3 separate regions of the Zea mays genome follow, and all the other regions are linked to region 1. The links are chromatin contacts, called in public Hi-C maps. All regions are on one chromosome and are shown on one strand. Each heading gives the region's core, a stretch centred on a gene start, on an enhancer-like site or on the middle of the called end of the contact. The rest is flanking DNA. Distances are from core to core; before and after follow the strand shown.

The links. A called contact is a pair of places that touch in the nucleus more often than the background predicts.
Region 2: a contact with region 1 is called in a Hi-C map of leaf, with 4 times the contacts expected there. The contact joins the promoter of LOC100279594 here to the promoter of LOC100193327 in region 1. A contact is called at or near these places in 6 of 25 Hi-C or Micro-C datasets (bundle sheath, ear, endosperm and 2 more).
Region 3: a contact with region 1 is called in a Hi-C map of leaf, with 5 times the contacts expected there. The contact joins the promoter of LOC100285792 here to the promoter of LOC100193327 in region 1. A contact is called at or near these places in 6 of 25 Hi-C or Micro-C datasets (bundle sheath, ear and leaf).

The regions. Positions count from the first base shown.
Region 1 is chr4:75,503,153-75,507,682 of Zm-B73-REFERENCE-NAM-5.0, reverse strand. It overlaps LOC100193327, which reads left to right and starts at 1,949. Exons shown (of 8, transcript NM_001138464.1): 1 at 1,949-2,119; 2 at 3,975-4,291.
Region 2 is chr4:75,738,429-75,742,958 of Zm-B73-REFERENCE-NAM-5.0, reverse strand. LOC100279594 reads right to left here and starts at 1,896. Exons shown (of 1, transcript NM_001152591.1): 1 at 1-1,896. The coding sequence starts at 1,884.
Region 3 is chr4:75,309,836-75,314,365 of Zm-B73-REFERENCE-NAM-5.0, reverse strand. LOC100285792 reads left to right here and starts at 2,619. Exons shown (of 1, transcript NM_001158682.2): 1 at 2,619-4,044. The coding sequence starts at 2,748. The coding sequence ends at 3,965.

The DNA.
Region 1 (4,530 bases), core at 700-3,199:
TGATGCAATTATTTATTTATTTTGTACAGAACCCCTATTATATAGTAAGGATGTGACATTCGTTTCTGTACCACTATTCATCATATGTGTGAGACTTGGTCCCAGCACACCTGGAGATTTTTCGCGCCCGAGTTTTGGACCCCTAGAAATCCGGGTGTGACACATGGGTCTTCACATCTCCGCCTCGCCTAGTTGCTCGACAGGAATTAGTCGGTCTTGTCTGCCTCACAGAGTTACTCGGCGGGAGTTGGTCGGTCTTGTCCGCCTTGCATAGTTACTCGGCGGGGGTTGGTCGGTCTTGTTTGCGTCGGAGAGTTACTCGGTGGGAGTTGGTCGGTCTTGTCCACCTCGTAGAGTTACTCGGTGGGAGTTGATCGGTCTTGTCCGCCTCGTAGAGTTACTCGACAGGAGTTGGTCGTTCCTACTCCCGTGGCTTCTTACCCAGATGGGTCACCACAAGTAATAGGCCTACTTTGGGTATCCAGTGCGTGGGGACTCGTCACGCCCTTTATCGCTTTATCTGTGTATAGTTTTATAATTAATCTATATTTAATACTAGTAATTGGTATTGAAATATCTGATGTGACATGGACTAACTTTAGGCATACACCCCCTTAATTTTGAGGCTTGAAACCAAAAGAGTCCAAACGAAGACACGATCTTGACGCATGAGACGCTCTCCATCAGCGCCTTTCCACGCTCACTCCCCCGCGTAGTCATGTATGAATAGTGACTGGTGGACTCCAACAGTGCCCCCTAGGCCCCTAGCACACCTTTTGCGTGGGCGAGGTAGCCTGTGTCTCCTAAATAGATTTTAAGTTTAATTACATCATAACAATATGTATTATGGTACTATAAATATTGTGGTATTTCTAAAACTCTAAAAAATGCTGTGAAAAAGTCAACTAACTCACCAAGAGTAAATGATAGTTGAATAAGAGAAATTGTTGGAGAGGAGGTGAAATATGTGCAAGAGTATTGGAGGAGAAATATTTTTAAATATGAATAGAAAGAAGGATTTGAGAAGGTGACTTGTTAAGACTGTCTTCAGCGGTTTCCCCTAAATTTTCCCCCTATATCCTATTTCCATGCCACATCATCACCCTCTCTCCTCCTATATATTCACCTTCTGCAATGGTTTCCTCTATACCATCTCTCTAAATCCCACCATGCTACTAAAATATACATTGCGCTACAGCTAACTCAACTACTGGTTCTCTGCTCGGTGGCGCGGCAACCTATGGAGCGGGACGATGACGTCCATGGCAGTGCACTCGGCGACAACAGCGAGGTGGGAGGACGATTTAGCGTCACGCTTGACGGAGAGGGAGAGAGAAGCCTGCTGTGGTATTGAGGGCATTGAAGGGGGAACCGATGCAGTGTATAGGGGGATCCTGTTGCCGCTACAGAATGAGAGGGGGGAGGGAGGCGTTCACCGTTGAAGACAGTCTAAGACTGCTTTCAACGTTTCCCGCCGAGCTCCCCCTCCCCTACCCCTTAGCCGTTTAGGGGGTTGAAATCCCTACAACGATGCCCCCTCTACACGCTACAGTTATAGTGTACGCTACAGGAATACAGCAAGTGTGGGGGTGCGGCTCTGACCCCCCTGCCCTTGGTTTACGTGTGCGACAGTGTTTTTTAGTTGGAAAAAAATAATAATAGATGGTGAATAGGTATGAAAAATGATATTTTATGATTATAGTGTGGTATAGAGGAAGGATTTAGGGGGAACCGCTGTATAGGGTGGAAATATAAGGGGAAAGAGAACGCTGACGTGGCACGTGAGTGGGATATAGAGGGAGAAATTTAGGGGAACGGTTGAAGACAGTCTAAAGGAAGCCAGACAACGGACCCTCTCTCCTCGTCAGCAATCCTAATCCAAACCGCCGCGGCCACGGCCGCAGCCTTCCATAGTTCTGTCAGAAATTCCCCTTCTCATCCCTGATCCCTCCAACTCCCACCCCAATACATCCTGCCGACGCCATCAGCCGGCGGGACGCACACACGAGGTCGACCTTCGAACCCTAGTCCTTGGCCGAGCCGCCTTGCGGGATCGTCCCCGCCGCGCGGCAGCTCTGCCTCGACCCTTTTAGTCTCCGTCCGACACCGCTTGGATCAGGCAAGTCTTCCTTGCCGGCCCCACTCTCTTTCTCTGCGATGACGACCTCTCGACGGCGCCTGGCCGCTTGGTCCTTGTTGTCTAGCCTGCGTGTCTACTTTCGATCTAGTGTCGCGGAGGCAGGTGAATCGACTGTGCTGGTGGAACTGGGGCGCTCCACGCTGTTGGCGTTGGTGGTGTTTTCTCGTAGTCAAATCTCTGTGCCTAGGTTTTGGCATGATGATTGAGGCGGTGGTGGTTACCTTCCCTCGGATGGTGTAATTTTACAGGATAAGTTCCTCTTGTTTCGTCTGGCTCTGTCATCTTTACTGATTGTTGATCCAATTGGGATATTGTGGCACTTCCAGAGCTAGGGCACCTGCGGTTTTTTGTGAATCAACTTGTTTCTGTTGATATTTTATGATTGTTTATTTAATCTTAAGTTGCGTAGGCTGTATGTCTATAATGAATAACTATGTTCAGTGGCGGAGGACGCCAGAAAATCTAGGTGTTGCTAACCCAACGACGAATAAAAATTTATGACACATGATCACATAACATCTCAACTAATGCTTTCTTCAATGATTTTGATGTTGTGTCCTTCACATTCTTGATGCCCAAAAATCTTTCTATTACTTCACCCTTTTTATTGACAAATCTCACAACAATAGCCATTTGTTCTTTAACCGATATATCACAGGATTCATCAACAAGAATAGAGAATAAACAATCCCCCATTTCTTCTTTAATTGCACGTGTGATTTCTTCTGCACAACAATTTGCAAGTTCTTTTTGAATCGTCCCCGAAGTCATCTTGGCATTTTTGGGAGTTGGGACACAACTCATCAAAAGCTCTTCTCACCTATTCCTTTGTTTGTACCAATCAATAAATTCTAAAAAAATCCCTTTGTTTAAGGAAGTACTAGTCTCACCATGTCCCCGGAATGATTCAGCTTGCAATGCAAGAGATTAACAATACTTAATGAAGTTTCCAACCGTGTCTCATATTTGACCAATGCATCTTTACTATAATTTGAAACCTTATGACTAACACTTGACCTTTGGTTACAAAAATCATGGAATGCTGTTGCTGCAGTATTGTGTATGCTATTAGACCCACCAACATGTTTTGGAAATGCCGTATAAACATTTCTCTATTGTGAGAAGCCAACTTTTGTAAATGCATCATGGCAAAATTTATCATCCATTCGATCATGCTTAAAAGGTAACAATAGAAGCAATAAGCCTTATTCTTCTCCACACTATATTCCAACCAACTATGTTGTCTGAACCAATGTTTTTGAAAGCTCCTTTTGTCATGTGACTGAGGAAAATTATGACCAATTGGTTGAGTCGGACCTTTAGCTATAATCATCTCTAATATTAGGAGCAAAAGAATCGATTGGAATACGAAGTCCCGGATCAGAAATAATGTGATTCGGGTTCAACTGATTTATACCTTCGGCTTGAGCATTAACATCTTTGCCATTGGCATCTGGAATATGTCCATTCTCTTCTAGAACAAGTGCAACTTCACTATTATTCTCTTGAACTCCAACTTGTATTTCGGGTTCATTGCAAACTCCACTAGCGCGAGTGTTGGTCTACTTCCACTAGAAGCTTGACTGAAATAGCTCTTCAAATCTGTCATTTTATGAAGCATATAGCATATTAGATAATTAGAAGACATTACGACATGGAGTGTTCACATAATAAAGAGAGATACTTTTTTGGGCCATATTCTTTGCCTTGTTTTTGTTTCTATCCATGTCTGCTATTTGGAAATTGGAAAAATCTGCACATTGAAAAATCTATTGGATTAGGCATGTTGTTTTGTTTCTAATCAAATAATCACCCTTACTGGTCACTGCTGTAGTGCTGTGTGCTGTCAGGAGCCGTGGGGCGGCGCGACCGCGCTGGCTGCCTGGCTCGGAGGCAGCTTGGCAGCTTGCAGTGGCCAGCGCCCAGCGGCTGCTCGCGCGTAGGCGCAGGCGCGCACGGCGCAGCGGCCAGCGGCGGCTCGGACGCTCGGTCAGCCCCTGGGGCCTGGCTGCCTGGGCTCGGTCGCTCGGAGGCAGGCAGGGAGGCAGGCATCGGCTCTGCCTCTGCTGGCTGCGGCTGCTCGTGGCCTCGCGCCGTCGCGCTCGCGCGCAGGGGTGGGAAACTGGGGCCGCTGCTCGGTCGCGCGCAAGGGTGGGGTGGCTATCCTAATCTTTTACTGGGCCCTCCACCCCTGACTATGTCTGTGTACATCATTATTTGAATCACTTATTAATTCATCAGTCTTGGCAAGCGTGTTTTGGCATGCAAACTTGTTGGCACCACCAACTATTTTTTTTGACCAGAGGATATCCCCATTTCTATTACAAGCGTAACTGAAATACACATAGTTCACATGTAGCAGACAGACAAAGGCAGACAATAAGAGATTG
Region 2 (4,530 bases), core at 647-3,146, 240 kb before region 1:
CACCTCCACCTCGCCGGGCTTGCCGCCGAGCGCCACGAACGCGCCGTGCGCCGGGCTCCAGTCGGACGTGTCCAGGTGGCAGATGGCCACCCCGCGGTTGATCTTCTCGCCGGAGCCGGAGCCATCGGCGGCCAGGATGTCGGCCTCGTACACCCGCACCTTGGGCACGGAGTGGCAGTAGTACACCAGGTACGGGAACAGGCTCTGGTGGCACGACACGGACCGCGTCACCCTGCCGCCGTCCACGCCGGCCACGGCGCCCAGCTGGACGCGCCCGCCGCCGCCCGCCGTGGACGCCGTGCTGCGCACCACGATGTCGTCGCCCAGCACCTCCACCGCGAAGTCCACCACGTCCTCGGCCGACGTCGCGCACCGCTTCGTCTCGCCCTTGCTCGGCGCGCGCTCGCACTCCGCCACCGTGGACGCCACGGCCTTCCCCAGCGCCGTGTCGAGGGGCAGCCCGAAGGCCTCCGACACGGCGTTGGGCTCGAACGGTATCCTCGCGGCGATGGCCCTGGGCAGGAACGCCCTGGGCGGCATCTTGTCCCTGATGTCCGGCATCGGCATTCGGTTCCCGGCCACGAGCTCCCGCTCCCTGAAGAACTTCCCGGGCTCCGGCGACCACTTCAGGTGCTCGTGATGCATCGATGCCGCTGCCTCCGCCGACACCGTCAGCACCGCGGCGGTGGAGCTGGAGACGGTGGTGTTGTGGTACCCCTTGAAGTCCACACCGCTCTTGGCATAGCCCTTGAAGGTGTTGTTCTCGCCGGCGTACTCCTTGAACCCAATGTGGTGGTTGGGGTTGGTGCCCTCGCCGTAGCCCTTGAAGATGGTGCTGCCCGGGTTGGCCGAGTTGCCGTAGCTCTGGAACTCCGCCGCGCCGCCGTTTGCGCCCTTGGCGTAGGAGGTGAACCTGTCGTCGCCGACGTTGCCGTCGTCGCGGTAATTCTTGAAGGTGTCGACGCCAGCGTTGCCGCCGGCGCCGTAGCTCCGGAACCTGTTCTCAGGGACGTTCCCCTCCACGCCGTAGCCCGTGAAGGTGTCCGTGGCGCCGTTGGCGGACTGCCCGTAGTTGGCGAAGCCGGAGGCCAGCACGTTGGACTCATTGCCGTAGGACTTGAACGTCTCGCGCACGCCGTTGCCGTTCTTGCCGTAGCCGGAGAAGCCGTTCTCCCCATGGTTCGCCTCCTGGGAGTAGGACGCGAAGCTCCGGCCGCGGCCGTTGGCGGCGGCGTCGTAGTTGGTGAAGGTGGAGTCCGGGACGTTGGTCTCGGCGGCGTAGGCGGCGAAGGAGCCCGAACCACCCGTGGCGCCGCCGGCGTAGGAGGTGAAGTTGGCGGTCACGACGTTGCCGTCGGCCTCGTAAGAGGTGAAGCTGTCGGCGCGTCCCGACGAGTCCCGGCCGTAGCGGCGGAAGCTGTCGGCGGCGATGTTGAGGTCCGGGGAGTACTTCTGGAACGAGTCGGTCCCCGCTACGCCGCCGGTGCCGTAGTTGGAGAAGTTGGCGTTGTTGTAGCCCTTGAAAGGTCCCCCGCCCCTGCGGCCCGATGTCAGCGACGCCGCATCAGTAGTAGCCGGCCCGGGGCAGAGGAGCGCGGCTTTGGTGCAGAGCGCGGGTAGGCTGGCGCGGATGTCGGGCAGCGCGGATGGGAAGGAGGCGGAGTCAGCGGCCGGGAGCGGGGAGAGTTTGGCGACGAAGAAGGCCGGGTGCGGGCGGTTGTTGGGCACCTTGCGGTTCCAGTATCGGATGAATGCCGCCTTCGCCGTGAATGGGTTCACCGCCGGCGACGCGCCGTCGGCTCTGGCGGCGGCATTGTGCAAGAGGAGGAGCAGGGTAGCGGCGAGGACGGTGCGGGTGAGTGGCTGGGGAGGGGAAGAAGCCATGGGAGATTTGGGGATGGGGATTGCCAGAAACGGAGACGAGACGAGACGAGGCCAATATAGCAAGAGTGGGGACTGGGGAGTGTGTGTGAATGCGAGCTGACAGGATGGCACTACCGCACTAAAACAGTTATTAGTTCAAAATAAAAGAGAGAGAAGTGTCCATTAACTGATAATGTATTTCTCTTCATCATTCCCTCTCATTTATTTTGGGAAAAAAATTCTTGTACTTCTAGGAGAATAGTGTGGGATAATCGTCGTACTGGATTTCATGAGCTGAAGATTATTCAGAGGATATGACTAACCTCTCTAGACAATATGCTAGACTATTCGTTTGACTTTAATTCGTACCGGTTTCTACTATTTCTACAACGTTTTAGTTTCTATGTATTATAGTTACAGTAGTACAAACAACCTGATTATTCTTATGAACACCGCTACATGTACGATTATAGTGGTAGACTTAGGTACCACAAAGGTATCTAATAGTTCATGATTGATTAGTTCAATACAAGAGATACGTAAGTCAATCATGATAGAAGGGATGGTACTGAAGTCAACACAGTCAGGACCGTCAAAGACATAGATGAAGACGCGACACAGTAGAGGAAGGGTTAACGATGTTCTGGCCGGATGTTCGTAGCAGAATGGGCTGTACACGTTTTAGATTTTCATTTTAATAGCATGTCCGTTGGCTTTAATCCTTAATGCTACTGATTCCATAATATTTTCTATATATAGATTATAGCTGTAACAATCTAAACAGCTGTATTCAACTCGAAGCGAAAATACAGTTTGTCATTATGTACTGTATCACTAATATACACTAAGCCGTTCGTTCTTAAACATATATTTTTCTTCATCAGGTACTAATTTGAATTCTCTTTTTCTTTGTGAAATATCGGAGCAAAACAGTGAAAATGTGTGTTTCCTCCAGGGAATGAGAAGCGCCAATTTTATTGGAAAGCAACAAACGTGTTTTTTTTTGTCCCAAACACAAAAGTTACACGCGTCCCTGCATCGAATTTGGTTTTCGTGAGTACCGAGGACGCGTTTTCCCTGTGGAGGCGCGTGCGCTGGATGATGTTTTGTTGTTGGGTTGGTCTGTCACGTGCGGACGTCCGGAGGCGGAGACCAGTGTCTTTTTGCTCCATATCATATCAACAAGGAGGAATTCATTAATGTTTTATTTGCCAATATTAATGTTGCTATTCTGGTGTGGTGTTCGACCAAGGTTTAGTATTGAAGAAGCTGTTGTCTGTTGACAAGATGAGTTCTATAGTTAATATGTCCTTTTAATAAAATTTTATGTATGTCCCTGTGTAAAAGTGGCTGATCACTTATCCTCTAGAGGCCGTTGCCTAGTTTGTTAGGGGACCGAGTCCGCCGTACTTACCAGCGCGCCGTGCGCGCGTCGTGGCCGCGATGCCCGCCCAAGACGGCATGCGCGGAGCCATCTCCTATATTTATATACTAGAGATGATCAATACAATACGAGTTGCATCTCTCATACTCTTTCATGGTATCAGAGTATCTTCTTCTATACGTCAACGATATCGTGCTTACGACGTCATCATCGGCTGTTCTGCAACACATCGTCACTCGGCTCCACAACGAGTTCGCAATGAAAGATCTTGGCCCCGTCCACTTCTTCCTCGGCATCCAAGTTAAGCGCTCGACGACCGGCTTCTTCCTCTCGCAAGAACAGTACGCCGACGACATCCTTGATCGCGCGAGCATGAGTGACTGCAAGCATGCGACCACGCCGGTGGACACGAAGGCGAAGCTTCCAAGCGACGCAGGAGCACCAGTCGCCGACCCAACCTTCTACCGCAGCATTGTTGGCGCACTCCAGTACCTAACCATTGACGCGGCCCGACCTCACCTATGCCGTCCAGCAAGCGTGCCTACACATGCATGATCCCAAAGACGTGCATTGGATGTTCGTCAAGAGGGTCTTGCGCTATGTGCGCGGCACATCGTGCAAGGGTCTCCAACTTCATCGCTCCTCTACGCCAGCACTCACGGGCTATTCCGATGCCGACTGGACGGGCTGCCCCGACACTCGACGTTCGACGTCCGGGTTCTGTGTGTTTCTGGGTGACTCGTTGGTGTCATGGTCGTCCAAACGCCAGCCCGTCGTCTCTAGGTCGAGCGCGGAGGCTGAGTACAGGGGTGTGGCCAACGTCGCGGCAGAATGTTGTTGGCTTCGTCATCTTCTTGGCGAGCTGCTGCACCCGGTGTCCAAGGCGTCAATCGTGTACTGCGACAACGTCTCGGCCGTCTACATGTCCCAGAATCCTGTGCATCACGGAAGAACCAAGCACGTTGAGTTGGACATTCATTTTGTTCGCGAGAAAGTTGCTGTTGGGGACATTCGTGTCGCACACGTTCCGGCTCGTCATCAGCTCGCAGACATCATGACAAAAGGGCTGCCAACTACGTTGTTTGAAGATTTTCGCTCCAGATTGTGCATCGTCGACGACGCACGAACTGCGGGGGTGTAAAAGTGGCTGATCACTTATCCTCTAGAGGCTGTTGCCTAGTTTGTTAGGGGACCGAGTGCGCCACACTTACCAGCGCGCCGTGCGCGCGTCGTGGCCGCGATGCCCGCCCAAGGCGGCATGCGCGGAGCCATCTCCTGTATTT
Region 3 (4,530 bases), core at 1,370-3,869, 190 kb after region 1:
CCAGAAGCTTCTCTGAATACCTCAACACGGAACCGACTCGCCACCGCCGGCTGCCTTACCGCCTGAATAGCCCCAACTCTCGCCTGCCGCTGGGCCTCGGGCTTCCTCAACTTCAGCAGCAAGATGCCGAACCTGGTGGCTAGGCGGAGCAATGACACCGGCGTCAGGTCTTCAGCCTCGCCATGTGCGCGAGCCGCATCCCCATCCCGCCGTCGCCTCCTCCTCCGTCCTTATCCCGTGAAGTATGCAATAACCCCGTGCTTCGCACCTCCGTCCTCATCACGCGTCGTGTGGAACAACCCCCGTTTTTCGTGCCTGCCCCACACCCAACATCATCATCACCGCGGACTTCAGCGCACACGATTGGAGAAGATAAGCCCAAAAGAAGATAAATTACCATCCCATGCCCCGTACATCTACTGAGAGCAGAGGCGAGCGCAGCACTTGGATGCGGCGGGCGGCGGCGAGGTGACGGGCGAGCGTGCCAGCCTCGGCGTGCAGGCCGGGCGAGCGCGGCGCAGGCCTATGCTCCCGCGGAGCTCCTCCAGTTGCCGCTGCTTGCTGGCGTGGGGCTATCGTGTCGACTCGCGGTTCGAGATCCTGCACCGGAGCCACAACTGCGCGAGCTCGCCGACGCCAGCTCCCACGGACAGCGACGCCGATGTGTCATCCTCCGACTGTGTGGCTGCGGTGGTCGTAGTATTCCGCCTACGCTCGCCGTGCCCGCGGAGCTCCTCCAGGTGCTGCTTCTTGCAGGTGTGGGAACGACGGAGAAGCTGAGTGGCATCCAGCGAGGCGAAGAGCACCCACCAAGCATGTGCACTCCTTATCTCTCTTCCTTTCCTGCTATTTGGCTCTCCATATTCAGATCTATTTCTGTACTGGTTGATCTGTTTTTGCAAGGTAGCTAAGCAGTTTCGCAACTAACCATTTGCAGGGTAGCTAAACAATATGGTTGTTAACTGCAAATATTTTTTATAACAAGTTATATTGTATTATGCAGTAGATAACGATGGAGAATATCTTGTGTAATTGTTTTGCTAAATTCTAATAGACAGTGGTTGTAGCTAAAACATAATTATCTTGATATAAAGTAGTTTTGGCATTATGAGGGGGTCACATTTTGTGTTTCTATACTATATCATGTCTGGCGTGGTCACTGTTCTTTATGCCTTGAATCCTGATGGTTAAAATTATTTATACCTTTCTTGCATAACTACTTTATAGCGCTCTATTATGAATAGATGAACCATGTGATGTCTTTTTAATGTTCATATTCTTGCTCTGCATGACCCTTGCTCTGCATGACACTAGCTTGGTCTCTGGATCTTTGTAGGAATGCTCAATGTGGATGCGATGTCTGCAACAATTCTTGGCCTAGCGGTCCTATTAATGTCAAGGGTTGTCACATGGAAAGAGTGTTTGGCAGAGTCTGTGGCGTGTGATACACTTACATGGTCTGCGGCACATATAGCAATGGCTGGCTACCTCAATAAATATGGGTTCATCTCTTGGTTAAGTGAGACTGTTGTGAAGGCACACTCTTTTTTGTTATAAGCCTTGTCTCTTGACATTTATAGGGTTATGTTTTTTCCTTTATTTGTGAGAATTTTTGAGATGATCATCAAGCTCCACACCACGCTTGGCAACAAGCACCCATTGGCAACATGCAACCACCCATATCTGTTTGTCTATGGCATTCGATTCGATCAGCTCTCTCCCTCAACCTCCACTGCTTGGGTTGTGTATAGACTCCATATTTCTGTTTGATTCCTGCATTTGAACAACTTTATCCATACTATGCAGCTTTAGAGCTCAACTTCTTACTTGATAGTAGACCTGCAATTTGGATCCACTGTCGAGGAGACGAACTCATGAAAACTGATAAGGAACTTAAGAAACCTTTAAATGTATGTTGCAATGGAATATGACTACCTTACCCTAGGCCCACACATGCTTGATAAAGGTCACATTAGCATTGTCGTCGAGTAGTAGTCCCAACCACGTGGTGTTTGTTTCTATATAATCATTGTGCACTAACATTTTGTTGAACATTTTGTATGTCGTTGCAACGTGCCCGTGCGATGCCACGGAACACAAATTTATTGTACTCACGTCGCCCGTCGCCAGAGCCCCAAGTCCATTGGAGGGTCACAATTTGTGTTCCGTGGCATCGCACGGGCACGTTCCTAGTGAATTAATAAAACAGCAAGAAACATGAGGCCGGAAGTATGAACACTTTTCAAATGAGGGGACGAGGGATATTGGTCACTAGATTTGGATGAGTAAGGAGAAGAGTTATTCAGTGATATGAATTTATGATTTTGATGGTATGACAACTTTAGGCACATTTTTTTAATGGATTTAGAACTAGTTTGGTAATCCTATTTTTTTCAAGGAATTTTTATTTTTCTTTTAAGAAAATGATAATGTTATTTAGATAGTAGAGTTGCTAAACTAGCTTTTAGTGGAGTTTACAGATGTAGAGATAATTTGGTTGGTTGCGTTTTACAAAATAGCCGAGTGAGCATTTGTCCTGCATGGGCCCGCTTCTAAGCACGCCAAGGCCCAGTATTTTCGAATGATTTGCATCTCTCACCCCTGCCTTGCGACTGTACCGCACCGTCCAAAAAAACCCTCACCCACCCTCGACTCCCACTCTCGCCGCCGGAGTGAGGGGCTGAGCACAGAACCGGGCAATCCCCCCCCCCCCCCCCCCCCCCCCCACTCTTCCTCGCCGCTGCCAGATGCTCCGCCGCAGCCTCCCCGAGGCCGGGTCCTTCTTCCGCCGGCTCCTTGGCCGCGTCTCGAACGAGGGCGGGCTTGCTGCCGGCTCCTCCGCGTCTGTCCGACATTTCGTCGAACAGCTTGTAGGCGGCACGGCCCCGATCTCCCGCGTCCCCTCCGCCCTCGCCGTCGCCTCCGCGGAGCGTGGGACCGGAGGAAGCAACGGCGCTTCCTTGACGGTCCACTTCCTTCGCCACTCCTGCGGCCTCGAAGAAGCCGACGCCGCGAAGGCGGCCGAGCGCGTGCACCTCCGCTCCACCAAGAACGCGCACGCCGTGGTCGCGCTCCTCCGCGACACGCTCGGCATGCCCCCCGCCTCCGTCGCGCGTCTCGTCTCCGCGTACCCCGCGGTCCTTTCCTCGGTCACACTCGGCGCTAAGTTGAACTTCTACCTCCGCGAGCTCGGCCTCTCCTCCGCCGAGTTGCGCCGCTTCCTCCTCGCGAGCCCCCACCGCTTCCTCCTCGCGGGGATCGAGACTCGCCTGCGCCCCAACCTCAGCCTCCTCAAGGACCTTCTCGGCACCGAAGAGAACGTGCTCGCCGCCGTCAAGCAGTCCATGGAGCTCATCTACGACAACCTCGAGATCGTCCTGCTTCCCAAGCTCCAGGTGCTCCGCGAACACGGCGTCACTGAGGAGGTTCTCGTCAAGCTCCTCACCACCCACCCCAGGGCTCTTGTGCACAGGTCTACCCGCTTTGATGAGGGCTTGACCGCCATGAAGGACCTCGGGGTGAGTCCAAAGTCTGGCGCCTTCCCCTACGCCTTTGGGGTGTTCGCCAGAATGTACCAGTCCAAATGGGATCGCAGGGTGGAGAATTATGTCAGTCTGGGGTGGACCGAGGAGCAGGTCAGGCGGGCATTTGTCAGGCACCCCTACTTCATGACGGTGTCCGAGGACAAGGTCAAGAAACGCATGCAGTTCATTGCTGAAAAGCTTGGCTGGAACCCTGATGTTCTGTCGTCGTACCCGACTATTCTTTCCTTCAGCCACGAGAAGCGGGTACTGCCGAGGTACAGGGTGCTTCATATACTGGCGTCCCGTGGTGTCATCAAAAAAGGCATCAGGATGAGCCATCTGACAATGCCGGAAAAGAAGTTCAAGGAAAGGTACGTTGATAAGCACCAGGAAGAGATTCCTCAAGTACTGGAAGCTTATGGAGCAAGAACAGAGGCATGATGATTCTGCCTCAACTGATCAACTCTACATTGGAACAAAGGCACTGTATCCCTTGTCCTCAGCGGTTTGATTCTGTTGGGTGCTTTTCTTTCTGTTTTTTTTAGGATGCAAAGAACTCGGATTCACAAACTTTGTTGGCTTCACTGCTGATTTTTTTTAATAATTAGGCATTTCAGTGGTAACTATGCATACTAGTAAAACTATGGGGATATTGGGGTTGGGGATAACACTCATTCAATCAGCATGTTAAAACTAATAAATCCAGCCTGGAAAATTAGTTTGAAATAAGTGTCCTATGAAATGAATGATCAATGAAGCTGTAGAGCTCACACAGTGAATATGAAGTGATCATGCCATTAAAAAAGTGGTGTGAATCACTGAATTGGCATGGCTGAATATGAACAGTGTGCAATGCAGAATGTTATACTTGACATCTATATCTTCACAAGCACATCGTTTCTAAATAAGCCACAATTCCTTACATGTCTGACTTTCCACAATTCCATGTAGATTGACTGGATGCTGATCTTTGGGTAACAAGTGAATTATACTTGAGGAAAGAATA